Regions from separate parts of the Mus musculus genome. Here all the other regions are linked to region 1. The links are chromatin contacts, called in public HiChIP or PLAC-seq and promoter capture Hi-C maps. All regions are on one chromosome and are shown on one strand. The core of a region is the stretch at or near the end of the contact, and the rest is flanking DNA. Distances in the headings are between cores, read along the strand shown.

Region 1 (4,090 bases), core at 682-3,181:
AGCAATGTGTCAGGGTATTTGGTATTCAGTTTTTACAGTGGACTGTGGTAGAGGAACGTACTAGGTAGGCCATGCATGAATAGCTAAGGGGACAGAGTGAGGAGCCAGTGGGCTGGACAAGCTGACCACACAAACTGTGAGAGCGTGCTAGATAGTAAGGTTTGGGTGTCATAGAAAAGCAAGGAACGAGGCTCCTGTGTGAGTAGGCTATGCACATTCATTATGTGTATTCAAGAACTGATGTTCAAGGACAGGCTCCTCGAGCTTCTAGGAAAATCAAAAAACCGACCAGCAAGATGGCTCAGTAGCTAAAAAGCGCTCACTGCCAAGCCTGACAGGCTGAGTTCCAGCCACTTGGTAGGAGAGAACCAACTGCCACAAGTTGTCCTCTGACCTCCACACATGTATTGTGGTGCACACCACCACCCCACTAAATAAATAAAATGTAGTTAATTTTTTTTTTTTTTAAGTAAAGGAAGTAACTTGCCAAGACCAACCAACTTCAGGCAGACAGCCCAGACAGCAATGCAGTGCCCTCAGGAGAGACTGCTCTGGACCTGAACCTTCTGGGTAACCCCTAGTCAGCTCCCTGGGATCCTAAGAGGGGGCAGGGGTTGTGGATCCTCCAACCTCCGACCCTCCTTCCAACAGGACAGATACCATGGCTTCCTCCCTTCTAAGGAGGAAGTGAGTCAAACAACAGTAAGGGCTGTTGCCTGTGTTTGGTTAGCAAAGCGGCTCCTAGGCAGACTGGTAATTACAGTTGGCATTTCATTTTTGCCCAGGCATGCCAGATAATTGTGCTGGCGGTGGAGGAACCTCAGTGCCTGGCGCTGGAAAGTCCTACTCCAAAGCTAAGCTTCCTAATAACCGCAAGAAGCAAAAACCCCTTGTTGAAAGAGTGTCATCCATGATGCAATGGCTGGAGTTTACCAAGTGTCTCCTTCCTGTTTTCGTTTACTCAAACTTCAGCTCTGCAGGCGCCAGGCAGTTGCCTTGAGAGTGCGTGGCTCCCGCAGGTTCAGACCCTCTTATGTAGGCACACGTGGAGCCTTATGATGGCCCACGCTGTCAGGAGGGGTCAGCGCCAGGAGGGAGGAGTTGCTTTCACCTATCCTAAGTGAATTGACTTGGCAACCCAAGCGGAAACTGCTAACAGTCACATCTATACACTCCCAGTTGTCAGGAAATTTGGATACGAGTGGAATTTTTCCTTCCTTTGGGTTAATGTGTCACAGTCTGATGCTTTTGCGACAGATGGAAAAATCCTATATAGAGCGTGCAAGCAGAAGCGTACCGGGCAAATAGGGAGCACTCTGAGGGGCCACGAGGCACCCACTGGGGCGCTGAGCGTATACTTAGTGTATACTTCCTGCAGAGCCGTTCCTGTTTGAGTTTCTCAGTTGTAAAACCTCAGTGTTCGCCAGGGCATGCCTCGCCGCAGCGTCCAAACGACCCTTCTCTGCCATCCATGAGGTGCCCAGAGCTCAGCAATGAGAACATGTCCCTTGCATTGTTTGGTTCTCACAGCCTTGCTGGAACCAAGAGCCACCTACCTGCGTGACCACAGTAGAATGGTGTCACTGCACAAGCTGAGAAAACCAGGATATAGCCAGGCTGAGCCTTTCTTGCACGCCTCTACCCACTCTGCAACACTCACACCCTGTCCCCACCTCTCTATGCTGCCCACGACAGATGCTGGGTATCCCCTAGTGTCACTCGCTAGGAGCAGCGCTCTCCCACGCCTGGACCCACCCACCTGGGTCCCACGAGGATGATAGCACTTTGTGAAGTGAAGACCCCTAGATCTTGTAGGAGGGGTCGGTCCCCAACCAGCTATTCAGGTCACGTGGTCCGCGGCAGGGCCCCACGGATGGGTCACGTGACGGCGGCGCAGTGTTGCCTAGGCAGCGGCTGCGGGCGGAAAGAGGGAGGGGGCCGGTCCTCCGCCCTGGCCCGGCCGCCGGGCCACCCGGCCGCGACACAGACGCTAGCCACGAGCCGGAGCCGTGAGCTGGAGCCAAGCGCGCTGAGGGCTGGACAGTCAGGGTGAGTGCTCGGCCGCGGGTGGGCCCGTCCATCCTTGTCTGGGGGGGGGGGGTGTCTGAAGGGGAACAGGAGAGGGTCCCCTCCTAGCTAAGGGGCGCGGGGAAATTGGATCAGGGACACTGGACAGGAGGAGATGGAGCTTCTCCCTGGGCAGGCATGGCGTGGAGAGGAAGGGACAGGCTGATGAGAGGCAGAGGGATGGCCTGGTGACCCCAATCCCTTGACTTCCTTGGTAGAGTGCAGTGTCAGAAGACTTGGATCGCGCGGGGCTGCCAGCTGATTCTCGGGTCCTGCAGTCGCAGGGACTTCCCTAGAGTATAGGACAGGGATGCAGGTGGCTGCTTTTGGCAGGCCACTGCCACCTCTCAGGCGCGTGGGTGACAAGACACAGTTCCCGTGCCCCAGATGTTTAGAGGAAGTTAAAACAGGCAGACTCCATAACCTGCTGCCTGAGACAGTTTCAAACAAACCTGGCAAGAGAAATGCTCGTCTAACAGCCTTGCCGTGGGTTGGCTTTTTTTTTTTTTTTTTAATTTTTTTTGTCAGACCTAATCTTTCTGCTGCTCCTCATTTTAATAATAATAATAATTTTTTTTTTAAAAAAAAGGTTCAGTCTGCCTAGCAATCTTAGAGTTGGTGGGTGCTATCTGACAGACTTATGGGCTCCATCTTGTCTCACCGCCCCCTCTGGCCTGAGCTTGGAATTTGTAGGCCAGACTCTGCTTCTCCCCATGGGGCAAGGGTTGGACCAAGATAGGCCCTCTGAGTATAAGGAATGGACTTGTGACAGAAGCTGGTGATGCCTGCCATCCTGGCACGCAGGAGATTAGGTGAGACAGTCCCAAGTTCCAAGCCACCCTGGGCTACACAGCAAGACCCTGTCTCAAAACAAACCCAAAAATAGAAAGGGGATCAGCGGGAGCTGTGGATGGAACCCCTAGAAAATCTGCCTAGCGTGCAGGAACCCTGGGTTCTAACCCCAGCACCATGCAAAGCAGGTGTGTGATCTCAGCCCTTGCAGCATCCAGAGTTCAAAGCTATGCTTGGTTATATTTTTGGTTGGAGGCTGACCTGGCCTACATAAGGCCCTATCTAAAATAGAAGGAAGGGCCGGGCGTGGTGGCGCACACCTTTAATCCCAGCACTTGGGAGGCAGAGGCAGGCAGATTTCTGAGTTCGAGGCCAGCCTGGTCTACAAAGTGAGTTCCAGAACAGCCAGGGCTACACAGAGAAACCCTGTCTCAAAAAAACAAAACCAAACAACTAAAATAGAAGGAAGGAAGGAAGGAAGGAAGGAAGGAAGGAAGGAAGGAGCTGGGTGGTAATGACAACTTGTAGGTAGTGTGGATGGATGGATGGATCTCTGAGTTTGGGATCACTCTGGTCACAGAACAAGTTCTAGGACAGGCAGAGCTCGGAAAAATGAAAAAAAAAAGAAAGAAAAGTAAAAAGAAAGAGATAAGAAATAAAGAAGAAAGGAAAGAAAGAAAGAAAAGGAAAGAGAATGAATTTGAGCCTCCTGGACTAATACAGGGGAAGGGTGTCTCATCTCCTTATAGGACCTGCAGGCCCAACACGATTGAGCGGGAGGCAGACAGCTCTCCACACCCACCCTAACCACTCGGAGCTATTTGCATATCCTCACTCAGCTGCACACTCGGACTGGAACGCAGGGGCTTGCCTCATTGCGGTCCCCCAGAAAATCCATCTTCTTCACATCATGAATCCTTTCCTTCCTTTGATCCCCTGGGTCTGGAGTCACAGACAGTCGTTTGCTACCATGTGGTTGCTGGGAATGGAACCTGGGTCCTCTGGAAGAGCAGCTAGTGGTCTAACCACTGAGCCCCCCGCCCCCCCCCCCACACAAGCCATCTCTCTAGATGAAAGGTAGTCTATCCCCAAGAGACTTGGCAATATCTGACTTCCAGTTGCAGTCTCCCATCATGCCCCTGTGCCCTGGCACTGCTGGAGAAAGTCCAAGAAAGTCCAGCATAGCCTTACTATTTAGCTCTGTGCTGCTGTCCCAGCCCCCCAGAGTCTT
Region 2 (4,410 bases), core at 218-2,717, 800 kb after region 1:
TCACCTTGGCCAGGTCTGGAGCTCTCTTGCAACAGGTCCTCATTTCGGCTCACACCCCGATGAACCTTGAGTCGGGCCAGCTCAGCCTTGAGCCTTGCCTGGTGCCGGCCCAGCAGAGCCTTCCATCGGCCTCCACCCCCTCGAAACCCCTTCCCCAGCAATAATTCATACACTAGCACCTGGACAGGAAAAAACACAAAACTATTAACACCATAAAACCCTCCAGTGGGAGAAGTAGGTACCTGTCCAGATGGTCATGTCAATAGAGTTCTCTTGCCCAAGATCACAAAAGAAATTAATGGCATGATGTTAGGGCAAATGTCCATAATGCCAGCAACATCAGATGCATAAGCAAGAAAACTACAAGCTAACTGGGTAATGGTGCCTTTAATCCCAGCACTCAAGAGGCAGAGACAAGCGGTTCTCTGTAAGTTCGAGGTCAGCCTGATCTACAGAGTGAGTTCCAGAACAGCCTGGGTGACACAGAGAAAGCCTGTCTCTAAAGACCGAAGAGGACGAAAGGGGGAGAAGGAAGAGGAGGCAACGGAGGCGGTGGCTCAGCAGTAGGGTAGGAAGCTTGCTTAGTATCCACCAGAGAAGAAATAGGGATTGCAGCTCAGCAATAAGCACCTGCCTAGAATCCCCCAGTGAGGGGCTGGGGGTACTGCTCAAAAATAGAGCATCTGTCTAGTGATGCTGTCCAATGAGGTGTTGTGGGTGTGACTCAGTGGGAGAACTCTTCTATGGCTTGTTGGAGACTCTGGGTTCAATCTCCCAGCATTACAAAAAGACAGGCATCCAGGCAGGCGGGTAAAGAGACGAGAGCAAATGCCATCTGCAAACCCCGTGTCCTGCCCCATGCCTGAAGCTCCCCCTCCCCACCCTACCCCACCCCCCAGGTCGCCAGCAGAGCTCTGGACCCCGACCGACCTTGCCATCATCACCCTGTCCGGTAGGTAGCCTCAGCCACTACTAGTTTGCACCTTCGTCCTACTTAGCCCTTCCTGCAATGCTCCAAGGGGAGTCACATCTGACCCAGCTCAACTGGGACCCCAGAAAGAAGTGTGAGAGCCACGCACGGGTAACAGCCTCTGGCCGCCGCTCACCTTGGCAAGGTGCGGTCTCAGCTTCTTCTCGGCGCGAAGGAGCCCAGCACTGGCGATGACAGCGTCCAGCACGGCCGAGTAGCGCTGCGTCTCGCACACCAGAGCGTACAACTGCTTCAGGTTCTGTGCGACACAGGGGACACCCGCTGCACCCCACGCGGGCCTCGCCTCGCCTCGCCCTCCCGCCCGGACAAGCCCCGCTCCCCAGCCCGGCTTGCCAGCCCCCGGCCTCACTACCTGGAAGTTGCTGGAATACACCAACCCCTTGAGGGAGCCCTGGCGGCTTTCCACGCCGGCCAGCACCGCCGCGGCGGCCGCGTACAGCCCCATGCTCTCCCCGCCTCAAGCGCTCTACGACACTGTCGCAAAACTCGGGCTGGCTTTACGGCCGCCGCAACAATTTGTACAACCGGATTTCCGGAGTCAAAGGGTTCGCTGCTTTCCGTTTTCAGCGTCCAAAAATTAATCTTAGGCTCTAAATCCGAGCGGGCTGGCTCACGCCTTTAATCCTAGCGCGCGGGAAACAGAGGCAGAAGGATCTTTGCGAGTTTAAGGTCAGCTAGGTCTAAGTAGTTACAGGACAGCCAGAGCTACATAATGAGGTCCTGTATGTAGAATGAAAAAAGTCTACTTTCTTTTTAGAATTCAGTGTAGCTATTTTGTAGTTTGTTGTTGTGGATTGGTTTTTTTTTTGTTTGTTTGTTTGTTTTTGTTGTTTTTTTGAGACAGGGTTTCTCTGTGTATCCCCTGGCTGTCTCTGTAGAGACCAGGCTGGCCTCGAACTCAGAAATCCGCCTGCCTCTGCCTCCCAAGTGCTTTTATTAAAGGCGTGCACAACCACGCCAGGCTATTTTGTAGTTTTTAATTTTTTTTTTAAGACTTTGGAACTCAGAAGGCTACGCAGACTCTCCTAGCAGTCCTGTGTCAGCCTCTCCCTGTGACCGGATGAAAGGTTCAGTAATAAAGCACGTGCCTTGATGCCTCCACTGAGAGGTTGGGATGTGGCTCAGTGGTAGAGCCCCTGCCTAGAATCCCCCAGGGAGGGGCTGGGGCGTGGCTCAGTGGTAGAGTCCCTGCCTAGAATCCCCCAGGGAGGGGCTGGGGGCGTGGCTCAGTGGTAGAGCACCTGCCTAGAATCCACTGGTGTGCTTGGAGTTGTTGAACACCCATCTAGTAAATGTGGCTCTCTGGGACCCTAGCGCTGGAAAAAGTAGATTGTTTAAAAAAAAAAAAAAAGTGGGTGTTTAATAGGGCCGACAGACATTGTCCCTCGGAGTAGAGCACTTGCCTAGCATGTGCAAAGCCCTGGGATCAATTCTCAACATTGATGAGGAGGACCAATGATGGGACTCAATCTATATAGAGGGCTTGCCTAACAGGCAGAAAGCCTTTGGTTCCAATCCTTCCACTGTATAAACCGGGCATGATGGTACGCTCCTGATGGCTCACTGGTTAAGAGCACTGTCTGCTTTTCCAAAGGTCCTGAGTTCAATTCCCAGGAACCACATGGTGGTTCACAACCATCTATAAGGGGATCTGATGCCCTCTTCTCACATCTTTTAAGAAAAGAAGGAAGGAAAGGAAGAAAGATTGATTTGAGGTCATCTTTGGCTAGCCAATTCACACCAGCCTGGACTACATGAGACAATCAAAATAATGGTAGTTGGGCCTAAGAAAGGTGGCTCAGACCTTAAGAGCACATACTGTTCCCAGACATGTTAGGCAATCAAAACCTTTTGTAATGCCACCTCCAAGGGATTCCATAGTTTCTGACTGTTGGCTTACAGACAATTCTGCTAGGCTCTGCTCAATAGCAACTTAGCAACAGCTTGCGTCATCGGCTGCCACTTATGCGGCTTGCCAGGTACAGCAGCAGTGTTGAAGAGGACTGCTAGTCACTACCCAAGTCTCCTCTCCTTTCACTCTCGCTGTCCCCACGTGTTCCTGGCCCGCCTGTCTCTTCTTCTTTCTGCCCCACCCCCTTCCCTCCCTCTACCCTTTTCCAAGTCCCCACTCTCTTTCCTTTCCCAACAAACTTTATACTAGGCCTATCGCGTGATTCCTCAAGGGGACGCCTTGGCAGCGCCTGCCAGGCACCTTCTTACTCCGGTCATGACACCTCTGTGGGCACAGCACCCGCAAGCATTCACCTACATAAAAATAAGTATTAAAATAGTAGTAGTAATAATTAATGAGAAAAATGTCAAATGCATTGTTTTTAATAGATGTTTGAAGGCCCCAGTGATAACGTTTAAATATGTGAGGAAATGTTTCTGCCCTCTGCTGGACAAGTTGGGAAGCACAGGGCTACTTTATTTTTTATTTATTTTTATTAGATATTTTCTTTATATACATTTCAAATGCTACCCCAAAAAGTTCCCTATACCCTCCTCCCGACCTGCTCCCCTACCCACCCTCTCCCGCTTCTTGGCCCTGGCATTCTCCTGTACTGGGGACAGGGCTACTTTATGAGCAACTATAGGACCTGGTAAGGTGCAAGGTGGCACGCATACCCCTAGGTGGTGAGGAAGAGGCTATATCCCCTGATATAAATGTTCTGGGGACACGCGGGTGTGAAGAATCTTTTCAAGCAGTCCAAACACTGAGACCCAGCGGAAGCCCTCAAATCCCTTTGTCTTGCAAGACAGACCAGGACAGCCTATACCTGTCCCAGTGTGAAGTGCCCAGGCCCACTGGGTGGGGGCAATACCATGGGCAGTGAGTTGCTGCCCCTCTCATGCCAACATGTGTCCAGGATAGGGTACAGCTTGCCCTGGAAGTCAGCTTGGAAAGTATAGAGTGTCCGCAGATCATCAGGACGGTCAGCGTCAAAGAACGTGAGCTCACCCTGCTCATAGTGTAAGTAGACGCCGATGCGATGAGGGTGGCCAGCCACAGGCAGTGGCAGCCGTGGGCAGCCAAAAGCCTCATACACCCGACCCTCTTTCAGGCCAATTAGCCACACACCGTGCTCTGGGGACTTGTTCAGCTTGCCTTTGCGGCTGGCTGTGCCCTTGATGACCCCCAAGCGCCAGTCACTCTTGCTCCCCACCACCACTTCCCAGTAGTGGCGACCCCAAGAGAAGCCCTTGCTAGCCAGGACACAGGTGCTATAGTCGAAGCGCTCGGGTTGGCTGGCTCGTCTCTGGGCAAGGAGGCCACAATGCACCACTGTGTTGCCCTTAGAGAGCTCCAGCAGAGGGTGGGCAGTAGCCGGGTCCAGCTTGAGAGATGCTGGAGCTAGAAGAGAAAGAGTCCTGTGGTTGGCTCACAGAGAAACCGCAGACCCTGCCCAGGAGGCAAT
Region 3 (4,259 bases), core at 608-3,107, 710 kb before region 1:
GGAAACAAAAAGCAACTTCAAATAGTTGTGTGCACCCACTGCTCTCTTGGAGACAGGAGTAGATTGATGACGTCAAAGCATGAGCAGTAGAGGATTAAGGACACACACACACACACAGAGAGAGAGAGAGAGAGAGAGAGAGAGAGAGAGAGAGAGAGAGAGCGCTAGGGATCTGATCTACATCCTTGTATAAGCTGCGGACAGTCTACCACTGAGCCACGCCCCCAGCCCCTCACTGGGGGATTCTAGGCAGGGGCTCTACCACTGAGCCACGCCCCCAGCCCCTCACTGAGCATTTTGGGCAGGGGCTCTACCACCGAGCCACAGCCCAGCACTTTGCTGGGAGGATTCTGGACAAGAACTCTGAGCTACATTTTCAGGAATCTCCCCCGACCCTGCGCCCATCTGAGACTGGTTCTCACTATATGGTTTAGGCTGGATTCAAAGTCTTGTACCTATTGCTTGGGGCTGGAATTATAGTCTCCCACACCATCTGGCTTTAGGACTGTTGTTAGGAAAGAGTGAGCCACCCACTCTGTTGACTTGCTATCTGGTCTAATATAGTCCTATAGATACATAACTCACAGGTACCTTCTAGCATGGGTACCCCAATATATCACACTCAACTCTCTTTACCTTCTTCCCTAAATTGCCCATCCCTTCCCGAGAGTTCCTCCAATCCCAACTTAGTTCTTTTGTCTGTTACCAAGTCTTGTGATGTAGCCCAGGCTGACCAATACTCCTGCTTCCAACTTCCTAGAACTGGAATCGCAGATATGCACTGCCGTGCTCAGCCTGGCTCTGTTTTATTTTGTGGAATGTCCACCCTTCCCAAGTTCTCATGGGTCTCGGAGGCCGGGTTTACTCTTCACAGAGTAGATAGCCCCTTCATGGGATGCGCGTCTTAGACCTAGGACCTTTTTTCACACCCCCCATCCATGTCTCCCTCGGGCTCTGAAGGGTTTGGAGGACCCCCACTTTATGGGGAGGGGTGTTCAGCGCCTCCTCCCAAAGGAATCTGAAGTGTGCCTCATGGATACCGGCGACATTCAACAAATGGTTAGCTCACAGCCTCCTCTTCACCTGGATTTGAAAATACTCTTGTCTTCTAACCTTCCCTCCACACCGTGACTAACGAGAAAGACCAGAATATTCCACATTGCTGTCAACTGGCCTGTGCTGTGGGTGCTACTATCAGATGCAGAACCCCGTTTGTACTTTCTGGGTTACTGTTGTCACTATGAAGCTTAGGCTGGCCCCAAATTCACAATCAGCATGTGGAGCCTTGGGATTATAGGGGTCACTACCACACAAGCTAGGCTTAAGTGTGTGTGTGAGAGGGGGCTTATGCACACGCGTGTGCATGGGTAAATTGAGGCTAGAGAGTAACATAGGGTGTCCGGCTCTAGTCCTCTTGTTTTCTTACCTCCATTCAAGGTTTCCCTCACTGAACCTTGAGCCCGGTCAGAAGCCCCAGGGCTGGAGGCTCTAAGGATGGGGTTAAGTGTCATGGCAGGCTTTTTATATGGGTGTCAGGTTTCTGTAGCACACACTTTTACCACAGAACCTTGCTTAACTTTCCTTGAGTCCAAGATCTACCTCTGAAAAATGGAGATAGTGATATCTCACAGTGTCACGGTGTTTGATCAAAGACTGGGTACTGAGAGGGACCAAATCCTCCTCCACCTTGGTATGGAAAGTGCAAAATGTGTATAAGAGCCCACAATGTAAGATTTAGTGTTTGGAAACATGTGTGTCCCTGGGGGTACCCCCGGCTTGGTAGCCACCTCCTCAGTCCTGGACCGCTGAGGGTTAAAAAGAAAGACCCACGCCCCCTTCGACTGCGCAGAGCCCACCTCGCCGAATTTGAAAAGGCGGCCCTGGAGAGGCGTGGGCGCCCCCCCCCCCCAAGACGACTTCCACCTCCGACCCTGACTTCACGCCATCACCGGCTAGCTCCCTGCGCTCCAGCCTGGGGCAACAGGGTCAGTCCAGCGGTCTGGGGCACTCCTGATCGGCTCCCGGCTCCCGGGACCCTAGGTCCCCGCGGGAGAGCGGTGCAAAATGAAGCTGGTTTTGCTGTTACCATGGGCGTGCTGCTGCTTGTGCGGGTCGGCGCTGGCCACCGGCTTTCTCTACCCGTTCCCGGCAGCAGCCTTGCAGCAGCACGGCTACCCGGAGCAGGGCGCCGGCTCCCCCGGCAACGGCTACTCGAGTCGCCGGTGAGTAACGCCAGTGGCCGGGCCTGGGGGCACGATGGTTGGATCCCGGGACAGCGGGGGCTCGGAAGAGCCGTGACCGGGTACTAGTAACGCAGGACAGTGAGCCAGGGTCCCGGAGGGTTGGATCCAGCGACATCAGGGGCTGTGAAGAACATTGGCCCGGTGCTGGGGGACGCGGGATAGCGGACCAAGGACTGGACCACAGAAAAGGTGGTCGAATGTTAGGAAGCAGAGGCTCGACGGCGTGAGGGCCAGATCGTGGGACAACAGAGGATCCGAGGAGTTGAGGTCTGTTGGGTGTTGGGGTCGAAAGGCATCGAGTTTGAGGCGCCGCGGAGCTGGATCGTCGGGCAGTGGGGATTCTGAGGCGTAATGGCTAGGGGCTGGGGGCGCAGGAACTAGATCAAAGGACAGTGAGGACTCCGAGGAGTGGTGGCTGGATGTTGGGGTATTCAGGACACGGGGGCGTGAGAATTAGAGCCAGTGCGCGCTCCAAGGCGCAGTGACCCCCTGCTGAGTGCTCTGTGTTTGGGGACGCACCACAGAGACTAAGAGGCGAAGTGGTCCAGTGATTGGGAAGAAAGGACACGGGACTTGTACCACGAGGCCTGAGGGCACGGAGACCGAAAGCGAGATGGGGAACAGTGGGGTGGCCTCCGAGGCACAGTAGCCCAGTGCTAAGGACGCAGGCCTGGGGACTACGGACGCCTGGAACGCACGACCGTAGGAGCCTTGTGGTCGGGTGCAGGAGAGGGAATAGATATTGTGATCATTTGCTGGGACCCCGGGCCTAAAGAGTTCGGGGAGCCAACTTGTGTGAGAGGGGTTCTGGAAACCTGGGGCCTCAGACTTGGTGGTCTCCGGTCGCGCCCACCCGTCCTTTCCCTTTTTTTTTTTTTTTTGCCCTGTGCCCATCGGCCCTGGGCTTCGAATGGAGATGGCACCGACTTGCATCCGGGAGTCGTAGAGGGAGCTCCCGGGACTCACAAGACTCCGGGTTCAGTCCCCACGGAGTAGCCCGGCTCACCTGCGCGGCCTTGGCTTTGTGTTCTACAGTTCCCAGAGTTACCAGGCCATGAGTCCTTTCGGTCGCCTGGCGACACTGGAGAGCCCATTCCATTCGGCCTTTGGGGGTCGAGGCGGCCGAAGAAAGTTTGGCTGTCCAATTCACACTGGAACAGGGTACCCACCCCGATCCCACGGCTCCGCAGTGGGCTTGGTGGAGGCGCGGGGTCACTCAGCCCTCAGTGCCTGGACCTGTCCGTTGCTTCTCCATCTACCGCCAGGTGGCGCGCTATCCTCCTCCGATGGTTTAGCGCTGTCTCAATGGTTTTTGAATTCTCAAAGAAAAGGCAGCGCACCCAAATATATGTTACTGAGTTGTTTGCTAATCTTACCGAATTTAACTTTCCTATTTGACGACCTCTCCAATCCTCGCATCTGTACTAGCTCCACGCGGTGTATTTTGATCCTCACACCGCCACAGGATTAAGGAATTAAGTTACTATCTTACTGCTCTTGCATAGGACCTGAGTTTGGTTCCCAGCGTCCACTGCGTGGGTCTCCCAGAACGAACCCCCTTGCTCATATCTCCAGCGCCAGGCATCTGAGGCTCTCTTCTGGTCTCTGAGGGCGGGCACTGCGCTCACACGTGGGCACACACACACACACACACACACACGTACTTTAAAAAATAAAACTGCCGTTTGAATTGAGAGTCTCACTCTTTGAGTTCATTGTCAACACACAGGATTGACTGCCATCTTCGTTCTCCAAACTTGTTCTATCGTCGCTTTCTCACTGCCTCCCCCGTTATGGAAGCTAGGAAGTAGATCCCAGGTTCTATTATTGCCAGTTTGCCTGTGATTTTATTTTGTTGGGAAATAACTTTCTAAAAGCTTCTATTGGAAGAGAGCTACAAACACAAACACCCACAGCAGTGTGGACTGTGGACACTTCCATATGTGAAGATGAAAGCAAGCTTGGGAAGTTGTAGACCATTCTGTATAGTGTGAGCTGTGATTTCATTTTGGAACA
Region 4 (4,298 bases), core at 849-3,348, 580 kb before region 1:
CTACTGAGGGATGTCAGGACAGAAACTGGAAGCAAAACCCATGGAGGAATGTTGCTTGCTGGGTCACCCACAGCCCCACACTTACCTAGTTTTCTTAAACGACCCAGAACCACCTGCCTTGGGACAGTGCCACCTCACAGTGGGCTGGGCCTTCCTACAGCAATGAACTTCAAGACAATACATCACAGACATGCCCCAGGCCAATCCTATCTAGGTGTTTTCCATAGCCGAGACTAGCTTGTCAGTTGACCCAGGGCTGTGTCTAACTGACAGAGCTAACTAACACACTTAGATAGTGCTGGCCTCAGGCTGTATACCATGGTGATGGTGATGGTGATGATGGTGGTGGTGGATGTGGGGGTGAGATGTCCTTCAAGATGGGTCACTGTCCCCACTGTGTCCCCCCTAGATATTTTGATAAATTCACAAGTTTGCATCATGTGTCCTCTACCTTATTCCCTGAAACAGGGTCTCTCACTGACCCTGGAGCTAGGCTGGAGGCTAGCAACCCCTCACGATCCCTCTTTCTCTGCCACCCCGCTCCAACAGTGCTGCATTATAAGTGCAAGCAGCCATGCCTGGCTGTACGTGTCATTCCCAACTTAAATCAAAGCATGTGAACGAACAAGTTAGAGATAGCAACTAAAACTCAGACACTTTAGGTAAGTGCCTGGAGGTCCTGGGAATATGATCTAGTCCCCTCTTTCTCCTCTCCTGATGAACCCCAGGATTCACCTCTAGAGTTCACACATATGCCCCTGATCCCAGGCCCCAAATCTCCTGTGTTACATAGTCTCAAAACTCATTGATGCTCTTGATTGGAACTTTATCAGAGAAAGTGAAGTTCCAGGCATGGCCAGCAGGTGGCAGACACACCCCGCTAATGGTGACTCCTGCGTTTTCCTGCCTCCTTGAGTGAGATTTTCCAGCAAGAGGTTCTTTAGAGACTCTCTCACAGACCAGAGTCAAATGCAATTTTAAATGCTGTGCTCCATACACGGCCCTCAGCTGACTCAGAAGTAAGACAAAGTATGTCACCCAAGCTAGCCTTGAACTTTTGATTCTTCTGCCTCAGCCTCTTCAGTGCTGGGATAACTGGGCCTGCTCCGTGGTGGCACACTCAGGCCTCCAGAATATTTCAAGAGATAGTGATTCAAGAGGGAAGGCCTGGCCCTGCAGACCCTCAGGGAAGGTTGGGCTCAGCTGCCACAACTGCAGTTCTGGACCCTGAGCAAGAAGACAGCAGGAAGAAAGGATGTTGAGAAAACAAGCTACAGTTTGACTCTGTGGCTGGCAGTGGAAGACCATGCTTCTCAGCTGCTCAGTTTACCCAAAAGGGGAAAACAAACTCAGTCATTGGGATCACAGACAGGGAAAGGCAACTTCTCAACTCTCATGACCAGTATACCCGGGTGCTGGGGGCGTGGCTCAGTGGTAGAGCCCCTGCCTAGAATCCCCCAGGGAGGGGCTGGGGGCGTGGCTCTTGGTAGAACCCCTGCCTAGAATCCCCCAGTGAGGAGCTGGGGTGTGGCTCAGTGGTAGAGCCCCTGCCTAGAATCCCCCAGTGAGGGGCTGGGGGCGTGGCTCAGTGGTAGAGCCCCTGCCTAGAATCCCCCAGGGAGGGACTGGGGGCGTGGCTCAGTGGTAGAGCCCCTGCCTATCACTCATCTGAGCACACAACCCATGTGACCAGAACTGGAGCCTCTATGGCATCTGAGTCCACAGTGTTCTCCCATAATTCTCTCCTCAGGACCTCCAGGACAGATGGGACCACCTGGACCTGCAGGACCTCCAGGTTCCAAAGGTGAACAGGGCCAGACAGGAGAGAAGGGCCCAGTGGGACCTCCAGGTAAGGAGCCCTGTCCCCTGGAGTGGAGACAGGAGTTTGCTTTGTACCTGGGCATGGGTGGCATTTTGTGTACCTTAATCTTGCTTGTTACCCCAAATTTATTACTTCCTTCTCACCTTTCTCCTCTCCCCAATCTCAGAGGTGCTGCAGGACAAGAGTCTACTGGGACCCTTGGGGTGGGGATGGCGCTGCTAAGGCCCAGGGTTTGTTCCAAGCACCTGAAACCCCATGCAGGAATCCCATGATCCCCTGCGCGCTGCAGAGCTCCAATGCCTGCTCAGGGCTGGCTCACGCTCTGTCCTTGCTCCAGAGTTAAACTACTCCCGAGTCCCAAGACATCTGGCTGGAGCCTGTGCCGATCCCACTCCTAACTCTGTCATGTCCACCCTCTGCTGTCCCTGTGCCAGAAAGAGGAAGATGTCCCACTGACCTCCCAGGAGGACTGTGGGCCCGGAGACTTGTCACTGACTGGACAAATGTCCTTGGCCACTCCTCTTCAGGGCCATAGTTCCCTTGTCTGTAACATCGCAGCCGCTGGTCTCACCTAAAGCCTCTGCTCTTCATTGTAGGTCTCTTGGGACCACCGGGGCCACGCGGGCTCCCTGGAGAGATGGGGCGCCCTGGTCCACCAGGCCCTCCTGGCCCAGCAGGAAGTCCTGGCCTCTTGCCAAACACTCCCCAAGGCGTCCTGTATTCCCTGCAGACACCAACAGACAAGGAGAGTGAGTGCTGGGTCAGGTCGGGGGTGGGTGAGCCAAACTGTCTGTTGAGGGAAACTAGCTTTCGCTAAGGATCCCAGAGAAGCTAAGAGTCGCTAATATCAGGGATCATCCAGGACAGGAGGCCTGGTCGCTCCATGGAGACCGCCTCCAAGCCTGCTCTTGGCCCCAGGCTTAGCTCACCAGGTCTGATGGTTCCCGGCTCCGCCTGCAGCTGGCGAGGCTCCCCCACCAGGAGCACCCCTGAAACATTTTCTTCCCTGTGGTCTCTCACTGTAAGATACTAACAGGTGTTTACTGACACAAAAGTGGCAGAGACCTGCTTGTTCTCAGGGACCACAGTGTGACCTGTGTGAGTCGCAGACCACATAAAACACCTGCTTTGTGGGGGCGCAGAGCATGGGGTCAGAGACTCTGGGTCTCAGGGACCAGAGGGAGGCAGAGGAGAGCAGTTGAAGGAGGAGCAGGTCTGGCTAAGTGCTTAACCCTGATCTTAACCTCACCTTAACCCTAGCCCTGGGGTGATTTAAAAACCTTGGAGGAGCTGGGCTTGGGAGGCTGACACAGTAGACTCAGTGCTAGCTTTAAGTTAGTCTGGGATATCCAGCAAACTCAAGACCTGTCTCAGCTACACAAGGAAACCCTGTCTCAAGAGGGAAAAAAAAAAGCATATTAAAAAAAAAAAAAAGTAGGTCTGGGGCACATGGCTCAGTGGTAGAGGCCCTGCCTAGAGTCCCACAGTGAGAGCCTGGGGGCGTGGTTCAGTGGTAGAGGCCCTGCCGAGAATCCCCCAGGGAGGGGCTGGGGGCGTGGCTCAGTGGTAGAGGCCCTGCCTAGAGTCCCACAGTGAGAGCCTGGGGGCGTGGCTCAGTGGTAGAGCCCCTGCCGAGAATCCCCCAGGGAGGGGCTGGGGGCGTGGCTCAGTGGTAGAGCCCCTGCCTAGAATTCCCCAGGGAGGAGCTGGGGGCGTGACTCAGTGGTAGAATACTTACATAGTACATAGTACATTATGAGCCTTGGGGTTCAATCTCCAATACCTCAAAAATAAATTGCATCAAAAAAGAAGAGTACACTAAAGTAAATTTGTTGTATTTATTTATTGATAGGGACATGCCAGAGTTTAGGTGTAGAGGTCAGAGTGGGAGTGTTTTCTCCTTCTACCATGTGGGTTCTGGGGATCAAACTCTAGTCATCAGCCTTGGTAGCAAGTGCCTTTACCCTCTGAGCCATCTTGCCAGCCCCCAAAAATAAAATCTTGAAGAAGAGGATGGGTTGGTGACATGATTGACAGTATGGGTCTGTTGTTATGGAAACAGGGTTGAGGAGACTCCTGTTCAGCACCCCATATACATAACACAAACCTCCCTGGGCACTGGTTTCTGAATCCTGGCCTCAGTCTCCCCAGCTGTAAAGCTGGGTGGCCATACTTCCTAAGGGAGCCACTCTGGAGATTTACGCATAGTTTCTGAGCGCTTGCAGTAAGAGGGGGCTTGTCCCAAGGCATGATGGGAATCTCGGTGCACTCAAAGGGTGCCTGGCGGGGCAGGAAGCCCATTCTGACTTGGTCTGTAGCCTAGGTTCCCTTGAAGAAATGTTCCTAGTTAGGGAGAAGGCATATGATGCTGAAGAGTGGGCAGTGACCTTAATGACCACTGAAATAAATATATCCCTAAGCCACCAGGAGTCCAATGGAGGAGCCCTCACCCCATGTCCATGCATTCGGGTACGCA
Region 5 (4,266 bases), core at 573-3,072, 630 kb after region 1:
TCAACAAACCCTGAGTTCCATGAGACCCTAAGTCAATGCGAGATTCAAGAGTGATGATGACCCCTGACATCGGCCTCAGATCTCCATGTGCACAGGTGCACGAATGTGCTTGCACACGGTGCGACACACCTGCAAACCGCATCTCTTTCAGTGTGGGAGGCTGGGGGGAGGGTGTCTGTGGGTAGTCTGTATACAGGTATATGCCTGTAATCCTAGCATTCAAGAGGCTGAGGCAGGATTTCTGGGAGTTCAAAGCCAATCTCAACTTTTTAGTGAAATATTATCTTTGTGCATGTAGGTGTGCATGTGTGTGCAGTACTGGCTGTCCTGGAACTCACTCTATAGACAAGGCTGGCCTTGAACTCAGAGATCCATCTGCCTCTGCCTCTTGAGTGCTGAGACTAAGGCTGTGGACCATCACCACCCGTCTTGAAACACTGTTTTTAAAGAGCATCCCTGGTGTGACCACTCAGTGGGTAGGTTGCTACACTAAGCCTATCACTCAAGTCAGATCCTGGGGTCCACACGGTAGAGAACAGAATCTAATTTGCTTTCTGACCTCCACAGAGTGCTGCCGTATGAACACAGTCCCACACATACACACAGGTACAAAATGTGTGTAAAACGTTAAAGGAAAGTCAAGCCTAGAGGCCCACGCCTATAATCCTAACAGTTGAATGGAAGAGGCAAGAGGCTCAGGGATTCAAGGGACTCAGCGACATAGTGAGTTTGATATTGTCATTAATTAAAACATTGCCTAGTACAAGTGAGACTTGTACTGGCTTCTATTGCAGAGCTAGATGGATAGCACCATCAAATTGCTTAATGCTTAACGGTGCCACTAGTTCTGTTAGTGAAGAACCTGTAACTTTTTTCTTTGCTGAGGAGCACTTCCCAGTCTGTAGGTGCTCCCAGAACAGGATGGGAGGAGTGGACCCTACCATAGTTGAACAAAGAGCATCTGTTGGGGTTTCTACCGAGATAAGGTGAGAACGAAGCAAAGTTTGGAAAGCTCTGGGGAGATCCTCGCAATCACAGGCCAGTATTTGGGGACCCTCCAGAACGGTCCTCCAGAACGGGCAGAAAGGAATGCACGAGGAGGGGACTTCGAGGACCACTAAGGCCGCCATCGCGGGTCCACACTGACGCAGAGTTCCCCAGCAAGCCGGTGAAGCATGGTGTGCAGCCATGCTTCCCTTGATCTGCCTTTCCATCCCCTCGGGAACTCGTGGCGCCGGCTGGACCGCAGGTCCTACTGCTCAGAAACCCGCAGCAGAGAAGGGCCCAGGAGGTGGCGCTTCGAAGTAGGGTGGAGTCAGCAAGGGCTGGTCTGTGGCAGCCAGGCCCCACCCACTAGCATGACGGACAAGCCTTCAGAGCAATCATAGTGCTTTTATGGTCCTGGGGGGTGGGAACAAAGGAAGAGTGACGGATGTAGGGTGGAGCCAACAAGAAAAGGTTAGGGCAGCCCATCAAGCCAGCCTGTTGACAGATAAGTCTTCAGACCAATGACAGTGCATGTAGAGGCCTGGAAGGCGGTGCATCGATTATGGGGCGGAGCCTAGGGGGCAGGTTAGGACAGCAGCCCACCAGGTCCTGCCCACTAATGATAATGGACAAACCTTCAGACCAGTCATAGTATGCGGACCGCCCTGAGGCGGGCAGCGGGTGAAGTGAGCGGAGCGCCTCCGAAGTGGGAAGAGGGGTGTGGGGAAAAGCCTCTTGGAAACATGGGGTGGGTTCTGAGGGAGATGGACAGCGCTGTCAACCAATGGAAGACGGAATCTGTCCCCGTTAGCGCCGGATCCCCGCGGGTAGGGAGGGGCGGGAGGCTCCGCGGGGATCCCGGGGCGGCCGAGGGCCCCTGACTCTGTTCACCCAGACAACATGGACCGAATGGCCAGCTCCATGAAGCAGGTATCCAACCCGCTGCCCAAAGTGTTGAGCCGCCGCGGAGTTGGTGCTGGGATGGAGGCTGCGGAGCGCGAGAGCTTCGAGCGGACTCAGGTGAGATTCGAGAACCCTGGGGCATCCCTGGGGCACTTGGAGTGATGCAGGGTGCAAGAGAGGCTTGGAAGGGAGTGGGACTTGCAGACTCGGGAAGGAATTAGGCAAGGTGGCTGCGATCGGAATCATTTTGGGGTAGGGAACTAGGCGGGTCCCAGGGAGGTTCGGGATCTACCTGGGCATCTCCACTGGCATAGGGGTCGGGGTGCACTCTGGGGAACTGCAGATTCCTGCGGCTGAGGGGACGGTCTCAGTGAGCACCATCAGGGGTCACAAGGGAGGCTAAAGGGAGTTGAAAGGGGACTGACGGAAGGGTGCTCCTGGATAGGGGAAGCACTTGGAAGTCGCTTGGTTTTTGCCAAGTGTGGGAACGCCAAGGTGGGGGTGTGAAGGGTGGCTCTGGTCGCCTTACTTTAGTATTGACTCTCCCTACACTTCCCAGCATCTCGCTCAACGGTGCCTCTAACTTGGCTCTCAGCAGCCCCAGCTGTTGGCCTCAGAGGCTGGGCCAAAGGGGTCTGAGTGATGGGAAGGACCGTAAGAAATGTGAAGTGTGGTCCAACTTGTAAAATGGCCCGGGGGTTTGGAGGAACGGGGACGCGCAGCCTGGGGTAGGAATTGAGGCGCTTGGATTGTCAGAGCTTTGCGTGCCGGCATAAGCTGTCCAGTGATACTCAGACTCCTGATTTGAGGTTTTGCTTTCACCCTCCAAAATATGCCTGACAGCTAATAAGCAGACCGCCTGCCTTATTTGTCTGGTCTGACCAGGGCAGATGGCCAAAATTCCACCGCAGTTATCAACAAAAAGCCACTATCCAGTTTTACCTCAGGCTTTTATGCATGCTGTATTGATCGGACTGAATCAAGTTGTGAGGCTCGGGGTGTGTAGTCATCAGTTCATCTGTATGTAAAATCTGTTTCTGAGAGTACAACTCCTCGGATCCCACTGCGGATGCCGGGCCGGTAGATTTCTTCTACTCTGGCTCTCCGAGTTCTACTTTGAAGATCTGAGTTGACTTCAGCCAGAGGCAGGTCCCCTGTCGTGTTCTGTGAGTAGGAAAGATGGAAGAGATAGGGAGGGCCTGTGTGTTCTATAAATGGACCTTGCTCGGAAGAAAGCCTTTTCACCCCAGGGGACTTTACACCACCTCTTGTTTCTGAGACCCCTGGGTCCACTTCTTGTGTCTGAGGGGGGAAATGGGGTAGTTGTACCCCGGGAGGGGAAAGAGAGACCACCGTCCACTTACCTCTCAATGTCTATAGAGTTTGGAGCTTTTTAAATTTCTCAGATCTTTTGAACCTTGGGCGTTGTTGCCAAAAAAAAGAAAAAAAGAAAAAAAAGTTTTCATATCCCCCCCCAACCTCTTTTATTTTTAAACTGAAAGAAGAAAATAAACTGGAGCTATTTTATAGCATCCGACTTAAAACTGAGGCAATAAGTTAGACATAAAAGTTTGAGCTTACGGCCAGCGGAGGTGGCTAAGGGGTAAAGGCTCCTGCCAACCAGTCTGGCCACCTGAGTTTCATCCCAGGAAGGGAACCAACTTGTCCAAGTTGTCTGCTGACCTCCATACTCAAGCCGTGCCATGAATACCCCTCCATATACATACACCCAAAATCACTTTTAAAATGTTTTTTTTTTTTTTTTTTTTTTTTTTTTTTTAGTTTGAACTTAATACAGAGTGATAGAATTGAGGCACTTGAATGTTTCCAGCCATAAGTAACATTTTTCCTAGTTGCCCAACAGGAAGACTGGTAGGCAGTGTCTAGTTTTACCTTCTGTAGAACACTTGTTATGAGCCGTGTGTATGTGTGTGTGTGTGTGTGTGTGTGTGTGTGTGTGTGTGTGTGTGAGAGAGAGAGAGAGAGAGAGAGAGAGCACTGAGATATTCTATAGCAGAGCTTTTCAGTTGTGGAAGTCTCCCCCCAGCCCCCTTTTTTTCTTTTTGGTTTTTCAAGACAGGGTTTTTCTAAGTAACAGTCCTGGCTGTCCTGGAGCTCACTTTATAGACCGGGCTGGCCTCAGACTCACAGAGGTCCTCCTGCCTCCTGAGTGCTGAGTTTTTTGTTTGTTTTGTTGTTGATGTTGTTTTTAATTTGTTTGTTTTGTCGCTGTTGTTCTGTTTTATTTGAGTGAGAATCTTATTATGTTGCTCAGGCTGGCCTGGAACTCAGCTGTGTAGACCAGGCTGGCCCTCAAACTTTCATTGGGAGACAGAGGCAGGAGGATCCTTGCAAGGCAGTGTGGTCTAAGTAGCA

The links. Promoter capture Hi-C pulls out the DNA fragments that hold promoters and counts their contacts. HiChIP or PLAC-seq counts read pairs in DNA pulled down with a chosen protein or histone mark.
Region 2: a contact with region 1 is called in a promoter capture Hi-C map of liver, with 3 times the contacts expected there. The contact joins the promoter of Nsun5 here to the promoter of Orai2 in region 1. A contact is called at or near these places in 2 of 39 promoter capture datasets (hippocampal neurons and liver).
Region 3: a promoter capture Hi-C map of pre-B cells shows a contact between it and region 1. The contact joins the promoter of Col26a1 here to the promoter of Orai2 in region 1. A contact is called at or near these places in 4 of 39 promoter capture datasets (cranial neural crest, embryonic stem cells, liver and 1 more), 1 of 484 Hi-C or Micro-C datasets (embryonic retina) and 1 of 115 datasets of contacts at active chromatin or transcription factors (large pre-B cells).
Region 4: an H3K4me3 HiChIP or PLAC-seq map of the 230-238 cell line shows a contact between it and region 1, with 12 read pairs. The contact joins the enhancer-like site here to the promoter of Orai2 in region 1. A contact is called at or near these places in 16 of 39 promoter capture datasets (the 3T3-L1 cell line, 3T3-L1-derived adipocytes, the C10 cell line and 9 more) and 8 of 115 datasets of contacts at active chromatin or transcription factors (the 230-238 cell line, T-cell acute lymphoblastic leukemia, astrocytes and 5 more).
Region 5: a promoter capture Hi-C map of embryonic stem cells shows a contact between it and region 1, with 2.4 times the contacts expected there. The contact joins the promoter of Hip1 here to the promoter of Orai2 in region 1. A contact is called at or near these places in 2 of 39 promoter capture datasets (embryonic stem cells and liver) and 2 of 115 datasets of contacts at active chromatin or transcription factors (bone marrow-derived macrophages and memory CD8 T cells).

What each region holds. Positions count from the first base shown.
Region 1 is chr5:136,168,497-136,172,586 of GRCm38.p6, reverse strand. It overlaps Orai2 (ORAI calcium release-activated calcium modulator 2), which reads left to right and starts at 1,931. Exons shown (of 3, transcript NM_178751.3): 1 at 1,931-2,049.
Region 2 is chr5:135,367,010-135,371,419 of GRCm38.p6, reverse strand. Nsun5 (NOL1/NOP2/Sun domain family, member 5) reads right to left here and starts at 1,467. Exons shown (of 10, transcript NM_145414.2): 1 at 1,344-1,467; 2 at 1,107-1,229; 3 at 5-179. The coding sequence starts at 1,436. It overlaps Trim50 (tripartite motif-containing 50), which reads right to left. Exons shown (of 6, transcript NM_178240.3): 6 at 3,766-4,346. The coding sequence ends at 3,766.
Region 3 is chr5:136,880,813-136,885,071 of GRCm38.p6, reverse strand. Col26a1 (collagen, type XXVI, alpha 1) reads left to right here and starts at 1,857. Exons shown (of 13, transcript NM_001346699.1): 1 at 1,857-2,222. The coding sequence starts at 2,065.
Region 4 is chr5:136,752,466-136,756,763 of GRCm38.p6, reverse strand. Col26a1 (collagen, type XXVI, alpha 1) reads left to right here. Exons shown (of 13, transcript NM_001346699.1): 6 at 1,751-1,849; 7 at 2,419-2,571. Among named protein-coding and RNA genes, the nearest start is that of Myl10, 61 kb to the right of the region's middle. Within about 2 kb of position 2,098, at least 22 of the 459 cell types and tissues checked have an H3K27ac peak or open chromatin away from gene starts, as enhancers often do. A contact at or near this core is called in the 230-238 cell line, T-cell acute lymphoblastic leukemia and pre-B cells, where this site is marked.
Region 5 is chr5:135,542,678-135,546,943 of GRCm38.p6, reverse strand. Hip1 (huntingtin interacting protein 1) reads left to right here and starts at 1,822. Exons shown (of 31, transcript NM_146001.2): 1 at 1,822-2,007. The coding sequence starts at 1,888.